Regions from separate parts of the Mus musculus genome. Here regions 1, 2 and 4 are each linked to region 3. Evidence: chromatin contacts called from public ChIA-PET and promoter capture Hi-C data. All regions are on one chromosome and are shown on one strand. The core of a region is the stretch at or near the end of the contact, and the rest is flanking DNA. Distances in the headings are between cores, read along the strand shown.

What was found. Promoter capture Hi-C pulls out the DNA fragments that hold promoters and counts their contacts. ChIA-PET counts read pairs in DNA pulled down with a chosen protein or histone mark.
Region 1: a promoter capture Hi-C map of the HPC-7 cell line shows a contact between it and region 3, with 2.3 times the contacts expected there. The contact joins the enhancer-like site here to the promoter of Mis18a in region 3. A contact is called at or near these places in 14 of 39 promoter capture datasets (3T3-L1-derived adipocytes, the C10 cell line, the HPC-7 cell line and 10 more), 17 of 484 Hi-C or Micro-C datasets (CD8 T cells, the N1E-115 cell line, adipose-derived mesenchymal stem cells and 12 more), 3 of 115 datasets of contacts at active chromatin or transcription factors (the HPC-7 cell line, bone marrow-derived macrophages and embryonic basal ganglia) and 2 of 9 other capture datasets (adipose tissue and pancreatic islet).
Region 2: an RNA polymerase II ChIA-PET map of memory CD8 T cells shows a contact between it and region 3, with 12 read pairs. The contact joins the enhancer-like site here to the promoter of Mis18a in region 3. A contact is called at or near these places in 8 of 39 promoter capture datasets (cranial neural crest, frontonasal cranial neural crest, hippocampal neurons and 4 more), 5 of 484 Hi-C or Micro-C datasets (CD8 T cells, embryonic somatosensory cortex, nephron progenitors and 1 more), 12 of 115 datasets of contacts at active chromatin or transcription factors (SST interneurons, VIP interneurons, bone marrow-derived macrophages and 9 more) and 1 of 9 other capture datasets (adipose tissue).
Region 4: a promoter capture Hi-C map of hippocampal neurons shows a contact between it and region 3, with 2.7 times the contacts expected there. The contact joins the enhancer-like site here to the promoter of Mis18a in region 3. A contact is called at or near these places in 6 of 39 promoter capture datasets (cranial neural crest, embryonic stem cells, frontonasal cranial neural crest and 3 more) and 3 of 484 Hi-C or Micro-C datasets (muscle stem cells, nephron progenitors and uterus).

The regions. Positions count from the first base shown.
Region 1 is chr16:90,914,326-90,920,167 of GRCm38.p6, forward strand. No RefSeq gene overlaps it. Among named protein-coding and RNA genes, the nearest start is that of Cfap298, 18 kb to the right of the region's middle. Within about 2 kb of position 1,931, at least 50 of the 459 cell types and tissues checked have an H3K27ac peak or open chromatin away from gene starts, as enhancers often do. A contact at or near this core is called in the HPC-7 cell line, the N1E-115 cell line, adipose tissue and 3 more, where this site is marked.
Region 2 is chr16:90,472,765-90,478,471 of GRCm38.p6, forward strand. Hunk (hormonally upregulated Neu-associated kinase) reads left to right here. Exons shown (of 11, transcript NM_015755.2): 7 at 3,056-3,218. Among named protein-coding and RNA genes, the nearest start is that of Gm35882, 33 kb to the right of the region's middle. Within about 2 kb of position 3,152, at least 27 of the 459 cell types and tissues checked have an H3K27ac peak or open chromatin away from gene starts, as enhancers often do. A contact at or near this core is called in CD8 T cells and memory CD8 T cells, where this site is marked.
Region 3 is chr16:90,723,302-90,729,736 of GRCm38.p6, forward strand. Mis18a (MIS18 kinetochore protein A) reads right to left here and starts at 4,070. Exons shown (of 5, transcript NM_025642.1): 1 at 3,725-4,070; 2 at 2,992-3,058. The coding sequence starts at 3,971. It overlaps Gm17518 (a long non-coding RNA gene), which reads left to right and starts at 4,119. Exons shown (of 2, transcript XR_876238.3): 1 at 4,119-4,370; 2 at 5,019-6,435.
Region 4 is chr16:90,518,663-90,524,765 of GRCm38.p6, forward strand. No RefSeq gene overlaps it. Among named protein-coding and RNA genes, the nearest start is that of Gm35939, 3.3 kb to the right of the region's middle. Within about 2 kb of position 3,144, at least 20 of the 459 cell types and tissues checked have an H3K27ac peak or open chromatin away from gene starts, as enhancers often do. A contact at or near this core is called in hippocampal neurons, where this site is marked.

The DNA of each region.
Region 1 (5,842 bases), core at 681-3,180, 190 kb after region 3:
CGACTGGCTAGGAGAAAGGATTTCCCATGTCTGTACCATGGAGATGCCACGTTGGAGGAGAAAGACATCTCTAGCCCATTTTAAATATTGCACTGTGTGTATATGTATCGAGACATCTCAAAGTACCTCATTCCCGTGATGACAGCTGTTTCTCCTACTCTATCAGCTAAAAGCAGGTTTGAGCCCGTGTTACTCTGCCTCAGGCTTCCCTAGAACTTGTCATCCCCCTGCCTTAGCTTCCGAAGCGCTGTGACATAACAGGTACCACCTCACCTGCCCTGGAGTGTTATTTAATAACTAATAAGAATAATAAAGATCGTCACCCCCATGTGCTTGATCTTGAGAGCCTGGAATTTGCCAAATTCCAGCTCAGTCCGGTTAGGAAACTAAAATTGACTCTCTCTCTCTTTTTTTTTTTCTGTTGTTGGTTTATGCACAGCTTATTTCAATCTCTTTTTTTAAAAAATATTTATTTACATTTCAGCTGTTCTCCCCCATCCCCTGTCCCTCCTCCCACAGTTCCTCATCCCATTCTTCCTCCCCCTTGCCTTGAAGAGGGTGCCCCCCCCCAATTGACCTTCTTAGGGAGCTACTGCAGCCATGAGTCCTGCGAGCATTTTAAGATGGAGTTAGGCTCACCTTTGCAGGGATGTCAAGTCCACAACAGATGCTCTTCAGCGGAGCCCTGTTTCGCAAGGTTCCCAATCTTTTTTTTTTTTTTTTTTAAAGGTAGCTCACAGCCTTATTACATTTCTTTCAAATTGCTTCAGCAGAAAATGCAATTGAGAACTTATCTTGGGGTAGAAATACTGTCTTTGCCTCTTCCTGTAAGTGGCCAGAAGTGATCTGTCAAGATGGTTCGCTACTCTCTTGACCCAGAAAACCCCACAAAATCATACAAACCAAGAGGTTCGAATCTTCATGCTCACTTTAAGAACACCCAGGGAACTGCCCGGGCCATCAAGGGTCTACATATCCTCAAAGCTACTTAGTATCTGAAGGATGTCACTAAAGAAGCAATGTGTGCCATTCCGGAGGTGTGATGGTGGAGTCCGTAAGTGTGCCCAGACCAAACAGTGGGCTGGACACAGGGACGGTGGCCAAAGAAGAGTGCTGAATTTTTGCTGCACACGCTTAAAAATGCAGAGAGTAATGCTGAACTCAAGGGTTTAGACGTAGACTCTCTCGTCATTGAACACATCCAGGTGAGCAAGGCACCTGAGATGCGCCCACGAACCTCCAGAATCTCATGGCTGGATTAACCCATACATGAGCTCCCCCTGCCACAGTGAGATGACCCTCACTGAGAATGAACAGATGGTTCCAAAGCCAGAAGAGGAGGTCGCACAGAAGGAAAGATATCCCAGAAGAAATTGAAGAAACAAAAACTCATGGCATGGGAATAAATTCAACATAAAATAAATGCAGATAAAGTTTAAAAAAAAAGAAAGAAAGAAAGAAAGAGAGAGAGAAAAGAGAAAAGAGAAAAGAGAAAAGAGAAAAGAGAAAAGAGAAAAGAGAAAAGAGAAAAGAGAAAAGAGAAAAGAGAAAAGAGAAAAGAGAAAAGAGAAAAGAGAAAAGAGAAAAGAGAAAAGAGATACTGTCTTCCTGCTTTCAAGGGAACTGCCCGTGATATCAGGAGCTTAGGCTGGCAGGACAAAGAGAGGAAAGCTGGTCACTTCCTATTTCACAGGAGCCACGGATTCGCCCTTCTTCCCCCGTTCCAAGCTTTTGACTTCACTGAGTCAAAACTGAGCGCTTTCAAGCAAAGGAAAGCAGAGCCTGCCATTTCCTTCAGAGTCAGAGTCCAGCTCAGGAAGGACAAGGGGAGGCGGGAGGGGACTCGTGTTCAGATGACTAAGCACGGATCTGACCTGGAAAGGACCCGTGTCCTTTCTGCAGAAGGGAGGGAGGCCAATTAGGGGCATGTATGAACAAATGACATTACCTCACTAAGAGAAAGGGGAAATCTCCCTCTGTGCTAACAATGAACTCCAGAGAAAACGTGTTAACTAATCTACGAAGAATTTGCCAACCCGGTGAGCTGCCTCCCTGCCCTGAGCTCCCAAGCTTCTGTCTTTAGAACTTGACCTCTGACCCAGTGCCGCTGAACCCTGAGGAAGTCAGGTGGGTGCCGGTCAGCTGAGGGGACATCGCAGGAGCGGACCAATTTTCCTCTGGAGTCTCCTTTCTGTCACGCAGCTTGTACACAGAGATAAAGTCTCCTTGTTGTATTTCATTTGTTTATTGTGTATGTGCCCGTGCCACGGTGTGCGTGTGGAGGTCAGATGCCATCTTCCATCAGGTGATGCTAGGTGTCCTCAACCACTGAGCCATCTCGATGGCCCTGGGATACTTTTTACTGAAAATGAGTTGGGAAGAAAAAAAATGATAAAGATGCGTTGTGTTGCCTTTGTAGGAGGTAAATGTTAAGGCTGTAATCAGATCATGACCATTATGGGATGGCTCCAGAGAGGATGCATCCCAGCACCAGTATTTCTGCCCCTTTGGGAAGGACAAACTCCCTGGAGGCTCTTCTTAGCTGGCTCTCCCCACGATTCTCTCAGAGTTCTGGTGGGTCTACAGTCTCACTTGTTGCTACTGGTATCTCGGAGTTGCTAGCCCTGGATTGCTTCATTATTCCATTGCTGTGGTTCGAGCCCTAAAGCATGCACTTTGCCAGTCAGTCTCTGTTCCAAAGGAAGTCAGCCCCCTGTAGCAGAACCATCAGGGGCAGCCTCTGTCTCAGAGCACAGCTTCTCCCCAGTGCCCGGGAGCAGAGACAGGGCACCTTTTTCCGAGTGGCACCGTCCTGGGAGAGGGCTGAGGTCGGTCCCTGGTCTTTTCACTCTTCCTGTTTGTGACCTGAGCCCCAAGGGAGCTTGCCTGAGGATGGTGGAGACCTCAGGACTTAGCCCAACGCCTGGGAGGTGTGGATGGGTTAGGGAGTGAGTCCTGGTCTCTCAGCCATGACCATCCAATGTAGGGTTTCTGTAGCACGGAGCAACATGGGTTTCCAGTTGCTTGCCCTTAATAGGATGAAACTAGAGCCCTACAATGGGATCTGGGGGAGAGGGAACCTTTGTCTTCCTGGTCGCAGCTGCCCAGGGTGCAGTTCCAGTCACAGGGAGCTGGGAGGATCGCATCAGTGCCCCATGCCACAGGCTGACCCTGTTCGGACTGAGAGCAGTAGGCTTTTTTTCTTGGAAATGTTTTTCCATTTACCGCGCACCCTCAGGGCAATTTCCAGTGGCTTTTAAGTGATGTTTTGTGGTTTTGTGTAGTCTTCAACAGTCACACAAACAGTTGCTTCAGAAGCAGCGAGTGCGGGGAGCTTCTTAAAAGGCCCCTAAAGCAGGACCTACGCCAGTCTGGGGAGCCCTGTGCTGCTGACCCTGAGCTACTTACTCTCGAAGTCCATGCAGACCCGAGGCCATGTTTTCTACCAGTTTTTCATTCCTTTCATGTCTAATGCTTGGGCATCAGGCACTAAATCTGGTGGTACTAACCCCACAGAGCAGCTCCTGGACTAGTTGTTCTTCCCCAACCTCTCCCGCTCCATTCTACTGGTCATCAAGCTTTGTTGTATGCTAGACTCTGGGAAGAGAGACAGTCAGACTTCAGTTGCTAGTTGCAAGGAAAGCAGCTAGAAAATAAAAAGACCTGTCCACCGGGCCTCTACCCTTCCCTATCCTGACCACCTCAGCATCACCTCAGGTCTCAGGAGCTCAAGGCAAGGAAGTCTGAGACAGAGACCACGGCAGGGCAATAGAGGCCCTGGGACAGCTTGGCAGGTCCCAGGCACGTGGCACATAGCTGCTCCTGGTTCATTCTCTCAGCCTCTGTGTTCTTGTCTGTTATCCACTGCCACACCTGCTCCACCTTCTCACCAGCCACGTGAGCAGACACTGCACACCCAGTACAGCCCGGTATCGCAGGGAATTTGATCACAGGTGAACCTCAAGATTGGGAACTGGAAAAACCTGTTTCTTGTTGTGGTGTGGCTCAGCCCTAGCACACACCTTTCACGAAAGAGCTTCCTGTAAACAAGAGTTAAATAAAGACAATGACAGGTCAAGAGGTGGAACAAGCAACCAGCTGACAGGGAGTGGACATAGGAGAGAACCCAGGAAAGGGAAGGAAAAGGAGCTTTCTCCTCTCCGGGACGTCGGTGGAGTAGGAAGGGCCGCTGGGTGCTTTCTCTGCTTCTCTGCGCTAGCAGGCTTTCACCACAGCCTCTGGCTCCTGAGCCTTTACTGGTAAATCAAATGTTTGGGTTTTTGTTTTAAATCCGACAGCCCAGCTCAGGGAGCCACACCAAGAGAGAACACAGGAAAGAGACAACACACTGGCTTCTGGAACATGCCTGAGGAGAGAGCAGGGCTTCTCCAAACATCAAGTTGTGTCATCTCTGAGGGACTCATTTTCTGTTCCCAGACTTCCCCTGGCCAAGCCCCAGCTGGCCCTTGGTGGGGGCCATGTGCTGCCTCTGCCCCGGTCTCTTCAACATTGGACACCTAAAAAGATGGATCCCACAGCTCCACCTCAGTTACTGAGGATCCTGAAAGTCATGGCACATCCTTGTGGTCCCAGCTACTCAGGAGGCAGGAGCATACTCAAGTTTGGAATCATGAGCCCACAAGTTTGGAACCAATTGGATAACATAGTTAGACGTCACTTCATACATGAAGATGATGAGATGAACTTTTGGAGGCGTCCTGTGGATTCACATCTTCAGTGTTAGCCGTGGGGTGACCTTCAGCAGCACCTGAGAGCCCTGCATGGCTCCTGTCTGGGCTTCTAGGAGTCCAGTAGCAGTTTCTTATTATATAGATCTATCCTGCAATGGGGTGTCTGTCCCAAAGCAGCATCTTAGAGATCCTCCACCCTTGACCACTTGCCTCCCTCTACCTGCCTCTCCAACCCCCACTGGAACCATTACCATAAGCTTTTGAGATGCTTTCCTGTCCCCAAGGGGCTCCTCCAGGGACTGTTCCCTCCACTGGAGCCTCTGAGCCCCTGACATTGCAGGAAAAAGGAAGTGAGTTCCTGTGGCTTTCCTTATTTTTTATTTTTTTGGATGAGAATGAGATTCAGTGAGGGAAGAAGGCAGGCTGGCATTGACAGGCGCTTTGTGCTCCATGGAGATGAAGCATCACTATCTGCCCAGAAGGCTGTGGAGTCCACATAGGTCTCCGAGTCAACAGGGTCCTGGAAGCTTCGGATGGAGCTGTATGTAAATGAACTTGTAAGAACCTCTGAAGGTAGCTGGGTGGTGGTGGCTCACGCCTTTAATCCCAGTACTTGGGAGGCAGAGGCAGGTGGATTTCTGAGTTCGAGGCCAGCCTGGTCTACAGAGCGAGTTCCAGGACAGCCAGGGCTACACAGAGAAACCCTGTCTCGGAAAAAAACCAAACAAACCAAACAAACAAACAAAGAGAGTCTCTGAAGGTGACAAGGAAGAGACTTGTCACCATGGCATGCACACACGTGGAAGGTGAGCAGTCACTGAAAAGTGAGATTCTCCATTAGTGGCCACGGGAGGACAGGGGCAGAGCAGCAACCCTGGGTGTGTGAGCTGACAGCTGGGTAGACTCTGTACCCGAGAGTGGAGCAGGTATCAGGCAGCCCTTTCCTCCATGTGGTCTCTGCAGCAAGGATTCAGCAGTGGGGGATGGGCCTCTGATTGTTGTCCATCCCGGATCTGACCTTAGAAGATGCTTTGCTTCTTCTCTGTTGTGATTTAAATACACACACACACACACACACACACACACACCAAAACAAACAAACAAACAAACAAACACCCCCAACAACTTAAGAGGAGAAAGGGGTTAGCTCA
Region 2 (5,707 bases), core at 1,902-4,401, 250 kb before region 3:
CAGGAAGATGCAACCAGGGCTGTCCTAGGTGTTTGTGCCAGATCGGTCCTGTGGCGCCTGGTTAGGAATGGAAGCTGAGCTATAGCACATCCCTTACCAAGCCTCGCTCTGATGGACTGCAACTTCCCTAACGTCTTTCTAGTTCACTTAAAGTGTTCATTTAAATAAACTGTGGAGTGTGTGCCTATGTGTACCTGTGTGTACCTGTGTGTGTGTGTGTGTGTGTGTGTGTGTGTGTGTGTGAGAGAGAGAGAGAGAGAGAGAGAGAGAGAGAGAGAGAGAGAGAAAGTGGATGGATGGATGGATGGATGGATGGATGGATGGATGGATGGATCAATCGATCAATAGATAGATATGGGGGGTGGTGGAGATCTACTGGTGAGCTCTCCTGCCAGCATTAAGCTTCTTGAATCTCATGGAACTGGGTCTTTCACCTTCAGACCTGCTTCCTCCTGCTTAACTCCCATGTCTCTCAGCCCCGAGTTCCTTGCCTTAAGGCAACAGGAATGGGAACAAGGAAGGTCAGATCATTCACTTCAGCGGCCATATTGTGGGCTTGCTCTCCATGAGGGAGGGTTACAGGCGGGTGCACTGAGAGGTAAACCACCCACCCGGCCTGTCTCTGCAGACTACGGATCAGGAAACCAGCACCGGAGACATTTCCTTGTTCTTTTTGACTCGTTTGTCGTTCTTTGAGCCACTCTGACTGAGGGATAAGGACCTTCCCTTTGGCTACTTCAAGCACATATGGAGACCACCTGACTCCAGCCTTCTGGGATAGCTCACCTCTTCTTTAAACCCTTCAGAGCCTTAGACGCTCTGTCAAGCTTGGATGAGGACCAGAGAACCACAGACAAAGGAGCAGGGTGGGGGCATCCTCTGGCCATACTTTTGAAAATCCCCAAGTCTTGGGCCAAGGAAGTCTAGAAATATGCACTAAGCCATATGAGAGCTGAAATCTGAGTCCCTTAAACTAGATGCTCAACAAGGCTCTCACTCAGGATGGCCGTTCGTAGGATCCGCATCTAGGATACTTGACCACATTCACCCTTGCTCTGTGCATAGAGGAGGTGAGTTTGTCTAGTCACCATTTGAAATCTAGCATTCGGCTCTTGGGTAGTAATTTAGACAAAGTCTGGGTTACCTAAGTTGTCACGGGAACCTGGAAATTGACACCGTTTTCCAATACCTGTTCAATTTGGGCCAGGAACTGAAATGGACACCAGAAAAATTACCCCCCCTGTGAACCTGCCAACAGAGCTGAGGGGCAATGTCTTCTCACTGTGGGACAGTGCCCAGGCTGCTTCTGGTAAGAAGTGGGTAGCACTGGTGGCAACCAAAGGAGCCATTAGGTTAATGTCTAAGGGAGCATATCCTATCCACCCAACACAGAGCCTGTCCAAGACTGTGGATCTGGCCCTAGAAACACAGAGAGCCCTTCCTGTGTTTAGCAACCTCTTCAGTGATAAAGATTTACAATATGGCTTATAGTTTTCTAGCCTCTCCACAGGGGGCTAGAGGCAGGCTTTGGTGAGGTAAACACTAATTCAGTCTTTTACACTTTTTAGCCATCTTGAGTAGTGTGTGCATGTGTGTGTGTGCGTGTGTGTGTGTGAATCTGTATGTGTGAGTGTGACTGTGTGTGTGAGTGGGGTGTGCTTGTGTAAAAAACTAGCTAATAAATGGTAAAAGTGGTAAAGGTCTTGTTTAAAGAAAATAGCAGCTTGGGGTCTTTTGTTATCTAAGGTTATTGGATAAAGAAGAAAAATCTGTTTCGATAAGATAGGAGAGCAAAATTCTAAACTGTTGGGGGAAGTATGTGTTATTTACAGTTTTATTTTGAAAAATTGTTAATCTTCAAGGCAAAAAAATTACATATCCCTGGTAATTGTTTTTCTTGCTTTACCGGCCCTTAAATAAACCTTAAATATAAAGGCGGAGAAACATACAGCCAAAGATACATTATATATAATTGTAAAATCTATTTTCTAGTTTCCCAACACTGCTCTCTCCTGGTTTAATTAGTTTGGATGTTGTCAGTGTTTCCTTCCCTTTGGGGAAAGTTAAGAAAATAAAGCCCGAGTTTTACGCTGCTCCTTCGCACAGCTTTCTCCTATGAACCCCTTTGCTTTTAAAGGGACACACTGAAGTGTCGAGAAATGACATAGCACAGTGTCTATAATTTAAAACATTTTTAGCAACAACAATAGGAACCCCAAATGCAGCAAGCATGGCAAAGCATACCCAGGCGAGGGTCACTCAGCTAATCACAGTCATCTCTCCATATCTGTGGGGCCATTCTATGTGATTCTATGGGATCATTCTAGTGATCTCCCCGGAAAAAAGATATTAAAGATCTACAGACGCCGCAGGTGTGGTGGGACAGACCTCTAGTCCCAGCACTTGGGAGGCAGAGGCAGGTGGATCTCTGTGCGTTTGAGGTCAGCCTGGTCTACATGGTGAGTTCCAGGATAGCCAGGGCTACATGGCGAGCTGCTTTCAGTCCCTCCACCACCCAAGTCTACAGACACTCAAGTCTCCTATATAAAATGTATACTTTGTACATAAGCCATGCACACTCTTCCATATACTTTGAATTACCTCTAGTTGATTTATAGTCTTTGTTATGCTGTATTGCCTCAGGGAATAATGACAGTAAAAAAAAAAAACCCTTTAGAGTCTTTATGCTCAGTATGGATATATTTTTTTTTCTGAAATGTTCTGTCTAAGATTAATTGAATTCTATGGATGGGGAACACACAGGTTATATAGTAAACCCACAACTGTCCTATATATGTAAAAATTTTCAAAATAAAAAGTCAGGGGGGGCTGGAGACGTAGCTCAGCTGAGACGGTGCCAGCCGGCATGAGCCCTGGATTCCATCGGCCCACACCACACAAAGCAGGCATGGATGGCAGTGTGCGCCTTCAGGCCCTGAACTCAGGAGGTAAATGAGAGGGCCTGTTATTCAAGGTCATTCTCTCAGCCGCCACCTTTGTGAGACATTCTGAGAACGTGGAGAGGTGACTGGCTCCCTGTGTCTACCCCTCACAGGATTTCTTTGGAAGACCTGAGTCCCAGCGTGGTGCTGCACATGACTGAAAAGCTGGGCTATAAGAACAGTGACGTCATCAACACGGTGCTCTCCAACCGCGCCTGCCACATCCTGGCCATCTACTTCCTGTTGAACAAGAAACTTGAGCGCTATTTGTCAGGGGTAAGTGGGAATCCTCCCCACCCCACCCCCACCCCCCCTCTCGCACAGCAGCATCTTCTGTCTAGTGTGGCGAAGCTGCCGACACTTGATCCGTGCTGTTATTTTAGTCTAAAACCTGAGGCCCAGTCTCTAGAGTGTGGCATAAAGGACTGGCAAAACCCGTTTCTTAGATGGTGCAGTTGGTCTGAGATGTGCTCCAAATGTTCTCCCATAAAAGTTAACCCTGCATGGCCGACCCCCGCGGGGCTTAGCTCTGTTTGTCTTCTGTTCCCAGTTGTCTGCCTGTATTCTGTCACCTCTTAGCTCTTTGGGTTCTCTACTTAGAGGAACTGGAGTCTAAACTGCTAGTAAAAGTTGGGCAGCAGCGCCTGGGTGTATAAAGGATGGGATACAGGTTAGCTATTCACTAGTCCGCCATCTGTCTCCATGGTTTGTGTCTGCAGGATTCAACCAACCGTGGCTCAGAAATACTTAGGAGAACATTGTATTAGTGGTGGAGGTGCGCACATTTTCTCCTGTCATTCCCTAAATAATAGTGGCATGGCATTTGCCTTGTATTAGGTACTGTAAGTAAGTCAGAGATTTAAAGTGTTTGGGGGAGGAGCACAGCTTATATGCAAATTCTTGTACCGTTTCCCGTAAAACTTACCACAAACTGGGATTTTTTTGGAAGTCCTGGAACAAGTTACCTTAGGGTGCCAAGACAAAAAAAATGTGTTTAGGTTTACGACTGCAGAAAATAACACAACAGCGTTTGCTAGGTTGACTCCTGCAGCTTCACACAGGCTAGCTGCCAAAAAGCTCAAGGGACGGGGTGGAGTTAAGGGACAGGCTTGACAGTTAAGAGAACTGGTTGCTCTCGCCAAGGACTTGTGTTCGATTCCCAGCACCCACAATGTTGTTCACAACCATCTATAACTCCAGTCTCAGGGGATCTAATGCCCTCCACTTCTGCCACTCCCACAGTATACATACATGTAGGCAAAACACTCATGCACATAAAATAAAGTTTTAAAAAAATCTAAATAAAGAGAGTCCAAGTGTGTTGTGTCGCACATGAAGAACAGTTTAGGCCGCAGTAGAATGTTGATATTATGGCGCCTTTATCATCTTGGCCACAGTAGCTCATATGTCAGTCTCTCCATATAAACAATCTCTCAAGGAGAATGCTGTAAGACAGCATATAGATACTATACAATACTGCTCTGCGTTGGTGCAGAAATGTAGCCATAGTATAGACCAGCTCCAACAGAGTCAGAGAAACTCATGGTTAACAGAAGCCCATTAGAGGTTTGATTGAACACTGTCTTAAAGATGACCTTGACTCTGTGTGTACTGTACCTTGAGGTCTGGTGGCATGTCTGTGTCTCAGCTAGGAGGACAGGATGGAGATGGTAAGATCAAACTTCTAGAGATAGCTCAGTGCTGTTTAAAGTCTCACGATAGCCTAATGTGTCACAGAATTCCACCAACCAGGAAGGTTAGAAACATTTCAGAGTTTCCATCTTAGAGCGAAAGATGAAAATCCACCTGTAGCTAGTGAAATGACCTGATAGGGCAGAAATGGCAAAACAGTATTCACAAGGCATGATGGCACCAGTGAAGCTCTTGTTAGCAGAGAGGCTGAGATGCACTTAGATAACAGGGCTGAGAGTGTGAAGAAGCTTGCCTGGGAGTCAGCCAAACATCTGGATGGAAGTGTAGGTGTTCCCAAGCCAAACATCTGGATGGAAGTGCAGGTGTCCCCAGCTGACTCAGCTCATAATTAGCTTCCAGGAAAATTTACCCAGAGCTTTCGTGGTGTGTGTGTGTGTGTGTGTGTGTGTGTGTGTGTGTGTGTGTGTGTGTGTGAGAGAGAGAGAGAGAGAGAGAGAGAGAGAGAGAGAGAGAGTGCAAAGGAAAGACGTATGTGAGAAGAAACACTAAAAAGCTTTCTCCAACAGGAACAATGAGCATGAGGAGATAAATGCTTTGTATTTCTGATGGGGACCCATCTTGAGCTTTGAGGCTTTGAGACAGTACCTGTGTGGTGACCATAAGTCATAGGAGTATGATGCCAGGTGACATGTTATCCTCTTCTGGAACTGTGACAAACAACTCAGGGAGGAGAAGGTTTGTTTGGTTTATATTTCCAAGTCGTAGTCCACCATCCAGGGCAGTCAGGGTAAGAGCTAGAGGCCTGACCAATGGAGGAACGGTACTGGTGGCTTGGCTTGTATTCTAGCTTGCTAACTTTCTTATGGAGCTCAGAACCACCTGCTCACACTGTGATTGATCAATTAATAATCAAGATGGTTCCTCACAGACATGCCCACAGACAAGCCTGGTACAGACAGTTACTCAGGATCTGTAACCAAACTTTGATATGTAGTTGATATATATACAGTATATATAGGGGATAGATACTCACTTAAAGAAAAAGGTTTGGGGGCTAGAGAGATGGCTCAGAGGATAAGAACACTACCTGATCTTCCAGAGGTCCTGAGTTC
Region 3 (6,435 bases), core at 2,820-5,319:
GTTCCACGGATCTGGCTCTCCCTCTGTGCCCGCTCACATCTTTAAACTGTCCGCACAGTCCAATGTCTCCCAAAAGCCCTTGCAAATTAATGTACCTAAATTACCATTCTACAGTCCCAACATTTACCAAATGCTTACTGGATTTTTAGATCTACTCTTTTTTGTTTGTTTGTTTTTTGGTTTTTCGAGACAGGGTTTCTCTGTGTAGCCTTGGCTGTCCTAGAACTCACTTTGTAGACCAGGCTGGCCTCGAACTCAGAAATCTGCCTGCCTCTGCCTCCCGAGTGCTGGGATTAAAGGCGTGCGCCACCACGCCCGGCTAGATCTACTCTTAATTAAAGTACTGGAATGTACACGACAATGGGTTATTACTTCAAAGTATTTTAATTCCTCCTTCACATGGGACCTGTTACCACTAAGTGTCTGTTCTTGACATCATACCAAAGGGAGCCACTGAAGAGCCAGGCAAGGCAAGACAGACATGGAGATGCTTTCTAATTATCACAACAACATATGGAACAAAGGTCAAAACATCACCACCAGGTAAAATTTCACTAGTGATAGAACTGGTTAAGCTATCTGCCACTCATTCGGTATTGTTTCCATGGTGTGTTTAAAAGACTTCCCATAAGATATGTCGATATATCTTGGGGTTGAGGGACTGGGTGAGAGCCTAAAAGCAGCACTACTCTTGCAGAGCACCTGAGTTGTTCCCAGAATCTACACAGCAGCTCACAGGGTTATTGGGCTTACACTTCCATATTGTAGTCCATCGGTGAAGGAAGTCAGGACACAAACGCAAAGGGGGCAGGAACCTGGAGGCAGGAGCTGATGCAGAGGCCATGGAGGGGTGCTGCTTACTAGCTTGTTCAGCCCGCTTTCTTACAGTACGCAGGGCCATCAGCCCAGGAGTGGCCCCACCCACAATGGGCTGGCCCCTCCCACAATGGGCTGGGCCTCCCCATGGATCACTAGTGAGGAAAAGGCTTTCCAGGCTTGCCTACAGCTCAACCTTATGGAGGCTCTTCCTCACTGAGGTTCCCTCCTCCTCTTCAGATAGAGCTAAACTAACATAGAACTAGGCAGGATAGGTTCTTTATCATAGTCCACACTAATCCAGACCCTAGAACACCCTTGGGGAACAGTAGGGAGTAAGCGGCCACTATCATTGGGCCCAATTCAGCTTATCATTGAACAAGACTTGAGAAGCAACACGAGGCACTATAAAGCAGCTTTAAACAAGAACTGGCTCAATTGTAAGACCCTCCTCGGTAAAGGACAGAAATCAGGAAAACAGAGATAGTACTGCTAGCTCTATAGGCGGCTTCTGAAGCCCATCCCATGCCTTCGTTGACCACTATAATGACTTAGCCAGATGTTCAGTAGAAAGGACCTTCTGAAAAACGTAAAAGCATCCCAAAGCAACACAGTATTTCACAGGGCCCTGGTGAAACAAACCCAAGACAATTTAAGGCAATACAAACAACGGGTTGAGGCCATGCAAGCAAAGAGCTCAAGTAACCCCAGATCACTGACAGGGAAAGGCGGCTCCTTCTCAAATCTCTACCAATCTGAAGCCTGGTCAGTGGGAACACAGTCAGTGCAGAAGAGTGGACCTGCTACACAGACCTGACACACATGGAAAAGGAGCTGACATTAAAAGACTCAAGACGGGAAGCAGAACACCTCAGAGGGAGGAAGGCAATGCCCCGATCCCTGTAAGACTTACTGTAATCAGTGCTCTAGCCGAGGGGAAGCTAATTCCTTGGGCTCGTAGCCTTTGGCCACAAAATAAAATATCACCTAAAGTTGAGATTTGGAGAGATGGCTCAATGGTTAAGAGCACTGGCTGCTCTTGTAGAGAGAGAGCCAAGTTCAACTCCCAGTACCCACAGTGCAGCTCACAACTGTCTGTAACTCCCAGTTCCAGAGGATCCAATGCCCTCTTCTGACCTTCCTAGGCACCAGGCACACACATGGTGAACATACATACATACTTGCAAAATACTCATACATAGAAAATAATAAATTTAAAAATATATGAAATTGAGATTTCCAAGCTTGAAATCAGCTACTTGCCAACAACATAATCTGTCACACCCATATCATCTTTATCAATGTCAATGCAATTTCCCTGCCAGTTTCTATAACACTTATATTCGAATATTACTAAAACCATTATTAAAACCTTCAAGTCAGTCCCACCTCTTGATTCTCTGATTGAGGTACTACCTGAACTAGTTTCTACACCTCAGCAAGACACGGCTCCTCTCTGGGGTAGCAAACATAAAAGGCAGAGCTTTCTACTCAGTCTGCTGAGGACAGCACTTGCCAACACTAGTTAGTAGTCAGCCGTGACAAGTTATCTGTCCCCTCGGCCCCAGCACATGGAACCTGGGACTAGTGACTTACAGCCACAGATGGCCTGTCTGCGTAGCCCAGTCAGCTGTGGGTGTGGGCTCTGTATTAGTATTTTCTGTCTGCCAGTACAAGGAAGAGACAGGCAGCACTGGGACAGGAATAGGACACTTTCAACTTGGAGATTTTAAGATAGATATTTTCTGCTTTACTTTCCATTTTCTTTGGCACCAAACTCAGAGCCCTAAAAATCAGTGTTAAATACACTTTCAGAATCTTAGAAACTCCCACTTTCCGATCTTAAGGGGCTATCACCATCAAATAATGGATCCTTTCTTCTTTTCAATGCATTCAATTACCATGAAAAGTTATATCTCAAGCAATCTCACAGAACGGTCGGTAGAAGATTTTTCCTTAAAATTAAAGTTTTCAGCCGGGCGTGGTGGCGCACGCCTTTAATCCCAGCACTCGGGAGGCAGAGGCAGGCTGATTTCTGAGTTCGAGGCCAGCCTGGTCTACAAAGTGAGTTCCAGGACAGGCAGGGCTATACAGAGAAACCCTGTCTCGAAAAACCAAAAATAAATAAATAAAATAAAATTTTCTCTCACATATTCACATAAATATCTTACTTACCAACCGTCTTCATCTCTGCACTTGGACAGTTTCGGTTCCTTATCCACAGAGACGTTACAGGAGACGCCTGGAAAGAGAGTCGCAACACTTTGTTAGTGTGGTTTGTTGTTACACACCTGCAGACAGGAACTTTTAACTCAACTTTAACTTGTATTTTAGAGGACTAGGGGAAAAAAAGAGCCCAAAGACTGGTGGGAAGTGGGGTACTCCCGTGGTTCAGCACTAAAGGGATGGGGGCCTTCTGGGAGAAGAGGTGGAACAAGGATTACTTCACATCCTTTTCTGAAAACCAGTGGGGTTAAGAGATAAACAAAATGACCCAGCGAAGAGCATTGGGACTCACCCAGTAAAGACATCGCCTACTCTGTGGCCATATACCATACACTTATTTAATCGTCCCCGTTATCCCATCATTATCCCTCGTTTTGGAGACGAGAAACTTGAGGCACAAGCAGTTGAACAGACTGCCCAAGGACACTAAGCTAAGTCCCCAAAGCAGCTGACAGAGTCCGTCAGATGTGAAAACACTCCCCTGAAGGAAGCACCTTCCTAAAACGTCAGGATGACGCTCAACCGCTGCCCTTGGGGGGCATGGAAGACCCAGGAAAAAACTTGTCACTCGTGAGCCACCCACAGGGACGCCTCTCCTGCGGTTTGCTGGGACAGCTCTCGTCCCCACCCCAGCCCCCGCAGCCCCAGGAAACCCCGACGCAGGAGGGCGGCCCGAACTGACTGCGCAACAGGATGCAGTTGGTGTCCTCCTGGCTGGCCACCCAGGTGAGCGAGTCGCCCAGTGGCCGGCGACAGCGGGCACAAAGGAACACCAGCGGGTTCTCCGCCGCGGCCGCCTTCTCCTCAGGCCGTTCCTTCTCTAGCCCTAACGCGTCTGCGCTCGACATGTTTGCCCACTTCTGCAGCCGCAGGTAGCGGCTCGAGTCTTCCGACAGACGCTTCTCCAGCAGGGGGGACTCGCTCGACATAGCCAGGCGGTTTTAACCACAAGCGGTCAAGGAACATCCCAGAGACCAGGAAGCAGCCATGACATACGAATTTGCCGCGCCCCGGAACCTCACGGGAATAATACCTCTGCGCATGCGCAAGGTGCAAGAGGCGGGGCACCGCCCGAAGGGGTGGGACCTGAAGAAGGGCCCGACTGCATCGAAGGCGCATGCTCGCCATCTGACCGGCGCGCGAGCCGCGCTCACTGCGCTTGCGTCCTGCGGTCTTCCTGAGCGAAAGCTGGTGAACTGGGGTGCTGGGGTGCTATCTGCGGGCATTTCAGCTCCTTCCGCCGCTGCTGAGAAAGTTGAAGGCTTCGAATTAAATGAGTAGCAGCTCACCTAGTTCCTCCACACTGTTAGCGGGCATGCCCGTGCTGGGTAAGCAGACCCATCTTCACGGAGCCGAAAGTGGACCCAGGAATTCCAAGCGGTGTACTGCAAGTCACATCTCTGATTCTAGCCCGTCTGCTCCCGGAGACCCGCTTTCCTACATCTAGAAAAAAACAGGGGTCTGTGGCGAGCCAAAGACGCCCCCTGCCTCAAGGACCCAGCGTTACTGAGACTAGCACTGCAAGGAAAAAATATGAGAAGCTGGAGGGGACAGCATCGCTGTGGCTACAGAGTGGGCGTGTGTCTGGGTCAGAGTATGGTTCACCCTACTCCAGGGCGGGAAGGACGGTCAGTCTAAAGAAAGTCAGCTTTTGATTTCAAAGACCACAGGCTAGAGGGAAGGCGCGCCACCACGAACAGCCTGGATGCATCAGTAAGAAACAACACGCAAAGACCACCATATCCCCCTCCCCCCCCCCCCCCCCCCCAGTCACACTACCCAGTTCGCTTCACTAAACTACATCACACTTACCACCTATTTTCGTATCTCTGGCCACTAGCAAAAAGTTTCAAATCCTAAGTCGTTGACCTGACCGAGGTGGTACCAGGCTGGAAACTAGAAAGGCTATTTTGCCTTCTCTGAATATGATTTTGACTTTCTGTTTTTTGAATCTTTTTTTTTTTTTTTTTGTCCAGGCTGCCCAGGAATTCATTATGTAGCTCACCCACAGTGATCCTCCTGCTTCAGCCTCCCACATGCTAGGATAACAGCCCAGCCCAGAGGCAAAGAAATGACTCCTTTTGGAACCTATTTCAACAAGTCCCTGAGGCGTATCGACCTTTAACCGCCAGGAATCCTGTGGTCCTGCTTGAGGTGTGCCAAGACGGAACGGAGCAAAGAATACCATAAACCAACAGACTTTGCAAATACACTGGAAGGTACACCAATAGGCAGATTACAGCAAAGCAGTGGGACCCTGCTGTAGACCCTGATGCTACCTGGCCATACTCTTAGCATTTTGGTTATAAGCTGGGGAATCTGTTTGTACACATTAAAGTATTTAACTAATAGTCAGAAGGATATGGCCACATACAAGGGAGGGGAGTAAATGACCACGGAGGGGACTCAAGGTAACCCCAAATTACTGGGCTTTGAACTTCCAACCTCTCCACATCACTGATGCTCTGATCCTCCAGCTAGCCATTGTAGTCTCTTCTTCTTTCCTGGAAATTTCCTTTAAAGTTCCAAGATCCCCAGTGGATGCAGGAAATAGCAGACGTTGCCAAACACTCTAGAACCAATGTTTTGTTTTGCTGAACTAGGTGTGGTGGGAAGGGAGGGGAAGGAAAAGACAGGAGAAAGGACAGATAGAGGAAGCAGGAGGAGAAATGAATGGATGAGGCCTTGAGCATCTTCCTGAACAGATTGTGGGTTCATTTTTATTTGCATGTATTTAAGGGGGAACATGAACATGCTGGAGGTCAGAGGACAACTTGAAGCCTCTTGTTTTCTTCCTGAGGATTGAACTTGGCCTTGCTACCGAGCGCCTCTGACCTCTGAGACATCACACCAGCCCGAGTTATGGATGTGCAGAACCACACAGGCAGCTGAGGGAAACGGGAAGCTAACAACCGCTGATCACGCTCACAGGCTGATCCTAATTGCTTGCACTGCCTAACGCTTGCACACCACAGTGACAATAAGATGTGATTGCAGGTCCCGGAAGCTGGTGGCTTACTTCCCTAGCTGGCAGGTTTGATTGCAGCTATTCAAAGACCATTTAGATGTGTGCATGTGTCTAGGATCCAAATGGTACCCAAGTCTGCCTTCCCTGACCAACCAGCACCAGGAGAAGGATACACTGTCCCCTCAGCCCCCAGGGACTTGCCACCCACTGTTAGATCCCTTCTTAGGGGATATAACACACTAAGGGATAAGCAGAAGTCAGATGGGCTGACATATCTGTATTCCAGAAGAAACTGAGGAATGTGTCTCAACTTCTTAAAAGTCCTCAGAGTCGGGATATTCTTTAAATAGTGTTTCTTCTCTCTTTCATTTAATGAGTGGAATCATGATTTCCCAGTCCCCAACTGAACCTTGGATCTCGTGAAT
Region 4 (6,103 bases), core at 1,894-4,393, 210 kb before region 3:
CCCACCGGCATGGAACCCGTGGGCAATGAAAACCTACAAACCCTCCTGAACTCACCCCATCTAGAAAGTGGTCAGACAATGACTAAATGTAATATCAGATTCTTCCCCCCTTGACATTCAGAGCTGCTCCAAAGTGGCTATGGGGTCTGTCTGCGGCCTGGGGGAAGGGTGACCTATCACCCGGATAACATCCTCGATCTGTTACAGAGTTGCTGTTCTTGACCTGTTACAGAGTTGCTGCTCTTGGAGGTAGAGCATGCGCAGACCAGAACAGTGTCTTCTGCAGTGCAGAAGATTCAAGTCTCAACAAACACCCGCTGCCTAACAGCACTGGAGAAGGCCAAGACAGGAAGGGAAAAGGAAATTCCTCCTAGCATGTGGGATGAAATCCATCCATCAGCAAGCAGAGGGTGAAGGGGTCACGCGAACGTTCCATCTGGCATTCCCATTCCCGTATAATGTAAAGCTATTGTAGCTTTACAAGTCAGAGGGGCCCAGCTTTGTGGCTGCACCTCCAAATCACCGCCCCCCCCCACCAGAAGTGAAGAAGAGTTGCCAACGATGAAAATACCTGGTTGCGAACTTGGAGAGTCATCGTTGGTCTTGTTTAGTTGCTGGTGGACACATTAACAGCAGGGCTGCACGGGGACAGCGGGGAGGTGGAGGAAACCTGGACTTGGGACAGGGTTTAAGAGTGAGTGTCTGAGGATGACATGGGAGGCCTGGGTGACATGGAAACTGGGTAACCTCTGAGGAAACTCAGTGCTGTAAGAAAAGCATGTGACCTGCACGTATAGAAATGTCATGGGGAGGCCCATCACGCTGTACAATGACCAAGTCGATTTAAATTTTAACGAAAGGCAGACCACATACCAAAAAGAGAAACTAGAGGGTATATAATTTAGGATTTCTAAAGGAAATCTGGTAACAACAACAACAACAACAACAAAAACAATCCTGTCAGTGAGTTTTCAGGTCTAAGACCAGGGCCTCTGGCCCCTGAACTTTGTGCTTAGTGTCAGAAGTATGGTCAGTCTGTGGGTTACCTCCAGACTTCCCATCTTCCCAAGTGAAAGAGGAACAATGGAGGAAAAAATGCTGGGTGGGCAAGATAGCTTAGTGAGCGAAGGTACTTGCTACCAAGTCTGAAGACCTGAGTTTCATTGCTGGGACCCACATGGTGGAAGGAGAGAACCAACTTCCATGAATTGTTATCTAATTTCCACATAGGCATCTACACACATACATACATTCAAAACAAATGTGATTGGGGGGTGAAGGAGGGAGGGAAGGGGTGCACGCATGCGCTGTACGTGAAGTGAGAGAGTGGAGACCAATATGATTTGACAAGACAGCGAACTTGTCCGATTTCGGCATCTGAAACCAGGTGGCCTGGGCTTCGCTGGGCTCAGGTGTTTTTACTGTAACAACAGAAATGAATTAGATAAACAAAGCCAAGCTCTCAAGAAACATATCAAGTTTAGCCACTTGGAGCTGCTGTATTTGTAGGCCGAGTTTATATGGTTCAACTTAATCCCTCCAAAGTACACCGCCAGCTACGGCGGTGAGCCTCAGGTTCAGCTACAGGAGATGCTCCGCTTTGAAAACAAACAGAATTTAAAAGGGGGCTAGGCGGTCCCCCGGCTCATTGAATTGAAATCTCCAAAGCTGGAGCCCAAACAAGAGTCTCCAGAACTCCTGAGACCTTTCGACTGGCCAGGACAGCTGAACCGTTTCCAAGCTAGAGTGTGGGGTTTCCGCTAACCCGTCCGTCCGTCCGTCCGTCCGTCCGAAGTTGCTCCTCACAGACAGCTGTCATTTAACAGATGCTGGGGGTGTGGTTCGGTGAGACCTTGGGTGGGAATCCCAGCCTGAATGCTTTGGAACTCTGCTTCCTCTCCACCCACGCCCGCAACTCTCCACTCACGCCCGCAGCTCTCCACCCACGCCCGCTCTTCCCCACCCACTCCCACGCTCTGCACTTGGACCCATTCCACGCGGACCTTGCAGTTGGGTTGGGTTGTTAAGCTTCCTCATTGGCCACTTTTCTCACGGGACAAGAGCGGCTTACTGTTTTGGCTCACAGTTTAATGGCACAGTAGTCCCTTAAAGTAGTCCCTTAAAGGGTAAACGGTCTGGAGATAGGAATATGATGTTGCCTCCACCCCCTCCACTGTTGGAAGCGGGGGGGGGGGGGGAGTAGGGTGGAGAGAGAGAGAGAGAGAGAGAGAGAGAGGAGAGAGAGAGAGAGAGAGAGAGAGAGAGAGAGAGAGAGAGAGAGAGAGAGAGAAGAGAGCTAACGCTCAGCTTCCTGTCTTCCCTTTCCTGCATCCAGGACCACAGCCACAAGACTCTGCATCCTATTAGGGCGAGTCTTTTCCTCTCAGTACCAGCTTCCTCATAAACACTCATAGAGGCTGGTCTCCTAGGCGAATGTAGACCCTGTCACGTTGGCAACCCATATTAACCGGCACACCTATCCGGCTGTTCTTCGCCATAATTTTTCCTCACGGCAGCTCACCGGCAGGTCCTTCTTACAACTCATTGGAAAGCCACCCTTTTTCTGTGGCCTCACTTAGAAGCAATAGCCACTGTCTTTAGCGGTGCGTTTTCAAGGACTGGGCCAGGGAACTCCTGTTTCTGAGCCACATGTGAGTGTTTGCTTAAATATGGGGTCCTGGGTCCCACCCCACCCTTTAATCCAGATTCTGTGCAAGGTAGATTCTCGGGAGTCCCCATTGTAACAAGATTCCCACTCTCACAAAAGTGACTCGGGGTCTCAGAGCTTAAGAATAGGTTGAGAAACTCCACCTGATTGCCTGGTCACAGGGCCAGTGACTTCCTGGTGACCATTTCTCAAAAGTCATGTGGTTACTCTCTGCACTGACAGGACACATGTGAGAATCTGCCCTCCCCTCCAGCTCTCCGGTCTGCCTGATTCACATCTTAGTGAGATGTGAGGCCCAGGGAGAGAGATTGCAGGGTGCTCACCCCTCTTTCCCAGGGGCTGCGCTCTGCTGGAACTTCTGCAGACTGTCTTTTGCTCCTAAGGCAAAGTTTAGCTTGTAAACGAGGCACAGCGAGAGAACAGAACGGGGCTGTTAGGAACAGCATCTGTCTTGGAAAAGGCAAGACAATTTTCAGAATTTTCCTACTGTGGTTGATTCGGTGGAGTAGCTGAGATATGGGGGGGAGGGGGGCTGGACTGTATTGTCTATTCATTCTCTGCCTTCTCTCATTCCTGCCCCCCCCTCCATGCCTCTCTCAGTTTCCCCTCCTCTCCCTCTTCCTTCATTTTCCCCCTAGCTCCTTTCTCTTCTCTCCTCTCTCCTCCCCCTCCCTCTGTACTCTCCCCTCCTTCCCCTTCCCTCCTCCTGGCTCCCTAAAGTCTCTCAACAATGGAGATATGTAAATGAGCGGCTCAGTCAAACAGCCTTGCCTTTGTGCAGAGTCCCCTCCTGTGAGGGGAGAAAGACAATGTATTTCTGGGGAAGGGATGGCATTAAGGCGCAGACCTGATAGGCAGATCCCTCCCTGAGAATGAAGCAGATGCCTTTGTGAACACTGTCGTCCTTTGTTTAAAATCTTTCCTCCTTACAGCCAGGGAGCTGGTACAGAGGCTACTTGCTACCCCTGTGAGAATCTGGTGCTACACCTCAGCCATTGTGGGGGCCAGGGTAGGTGCTGGGGTGGCTTCAAAAATGAGTATGGCCTGTTAAGTTTCTTTTCTTTTCTTTTTTTTTTCATATATATATATATATATATATATATATATATATATATATATGAATGATATGGACATGGACATAGACATAGATATAGCCCTGGCTGTCCTGGAACTAGCTCTGTAGACGAGGCTGGCCTCGAACTCATGGAGCGTCACCTTCCTCTGCCTCCTGAGTGCTGTGATTAAAGGTGTGCAACCCTACTGCTAGGCTAGCCTATTAAGGTGTTGTTGTTGTTTTGTTTTGTTTTTGAGGTCAAAGCTGAACTAGTGAGAGGAAGCCTGTGGCCAGTTCAGTGTCAGGGGGTGGATTTCTAAGGAGCAGAGGGCAGACATTCAGCATTTAATTATGGTAATGGGTCTCAGCAGACTCCAAGGGCCCAGCCTTTCTCCTCTCTACACCCTGGCTGGGTTCTGGCAGGAAGCAGGCAACATCACACTGGGTTGGTCTTTCAGGGACCAATAAGAGGATTTCCTAGTGTGGCCAAAGCTGGGGGTTATGCAGAGACAGGAGCTCTTACGGCCAGCTGTAGAGGCCAGGTAGCCCATGTTGAAGAGCACAGTGCATGTCAAGTTCCCTCTAAGGGGACTGTGACAGCTGTCTGACAGACACAGTCAACCCAAGCTACCCATCAGAAGAAGAAGTGGGAAAATAAATATCCGGGAAAGCAATGATGGCCTCTCCCCTGCTAACCACATCAGTGCTTTGCATGGAGGTCAGAGTAGAGGGAGGCTGGGTTCCCACCCCCCACCCCCCTCCCCCCCCCGTCCCCCCCTCCCCCACCCCCCCACCCCCGGTTATACACATGTGCTGTGTATCTTTGGTCCACAGTGAATGGATAACAGCCACCCAGGTCTCGATCCCCAACCCTCAGGAGCTGATAGATCTGGGACACAGCCAGAGCTTTAGTGGCAGCAACTGGTGGCCACTGAGCCCCACTGAGGAAATAATGGAATTCTTTTGAATTCGTAGAAGTGAGACCCACTCAGGGCCATGTGTAGCCAGACATCTCCTCAAAGATGCAAAAGACCTTTCCACCTCCCACGGCAGTGTGCTACAGATCTGATAAACAGACACTCTGTGGATTTGAAAGTTAAGGAAATGACATTCCCAGGAGTAAGACCAGGCAGAGAGCAGAGTCTAGAATTTCACTTTCAGTCCCCTGAGGAGGAAGCCCGACCTCGTTAAAGCTGCAGTTGGCTGCTTTATTAGGTGACTTGTCTCTTGGGTCCGGGGAGGAGGGTGGAGGAGGGCTTTTAGCCTGAAAGCCACAAAGTCTGGATGAAGAAGGCCTCCTCTCCGCTGAATGTTACTGGGTCCCAGCAGTGGTTCCTGGAATAGTGAACTAAAATATGAACTCACCGCAGGGCCCAGGAGCCCCTCAGGGGTGTGGGCAGTTCTTCCCAAGGGACATTGGGCAATATCTACAGACATTTTGGGGTATTGTGACTGACTGGCCAGGGAGAGTGACCTAACTACCTTGGGTTGGTCTCCATCACTCGGAGACTCCCCCACCATACAAGGAACAAGCTGCAGACACATGAAACTGTGGGACACACTTAACCAGTATCCACCCGGACCATGTTGCAAGTGTGACTATAAAGAATACACGGCCTCAGAAGGCATTTTCCCCAGTGCTGTACCGCCGCTGCCTGTAGCCCGCAGCCCCAGAGTGGGTGCGAGTGATAAGAACAACTCATGCCTGCAGCCCGAACCAACGATGGGGCAACGCCTTGGCCCTAGATATCTATGAAAACCAAGCCAAAGAGAGTGCGTGTGTGCGCGCGGATGATAAAACTCATGAAGTAATGTGTGGAACGCCTCAGTTTTGATTGGCTGAATTAAGCTTAAAAACTATGGTCTGGTATGGCAAAATCGCTCAGATCCCCGGGCCCAACCCACGCGGTCTCCACGCCCACGGACCCCCACGCAGACAACAAGCCAGCACCACTGCAGCTCAGCTCCAGAGGATCGGAAAGCAGGAAACATCGAGTCTCGGACCACAGAGCCAGGCCACGGCAGCTAAGCCGGAAACGTTAGTGAGGAGCACGCGCGTACATGCGTGTGCGTGTGTGTGAACGACTGTGGGCCCATTTCGCCATTTATTTGCTTATTGCTGTTTATGAATAAATAAACTGTTAGAACCTCTCCTCCGAGTTCAAGGATTTGCTCTCTGCTTCGTTTCACGACAGTTCGCGACAGTGACCATCGGTCATATCCTGGAATCTGGTGGGCCCTGCCTAAGGATGTTGCCCAACATTCTAGAACGTACAGACAGACACACAAGAAGCAGGAGGGAAGAAATATGGCTGAGATGTGGTCTTCTCTTTTGGTTACTTGGAATCTACGAAGGGAAATATCCTTGTGGCCACACAGAA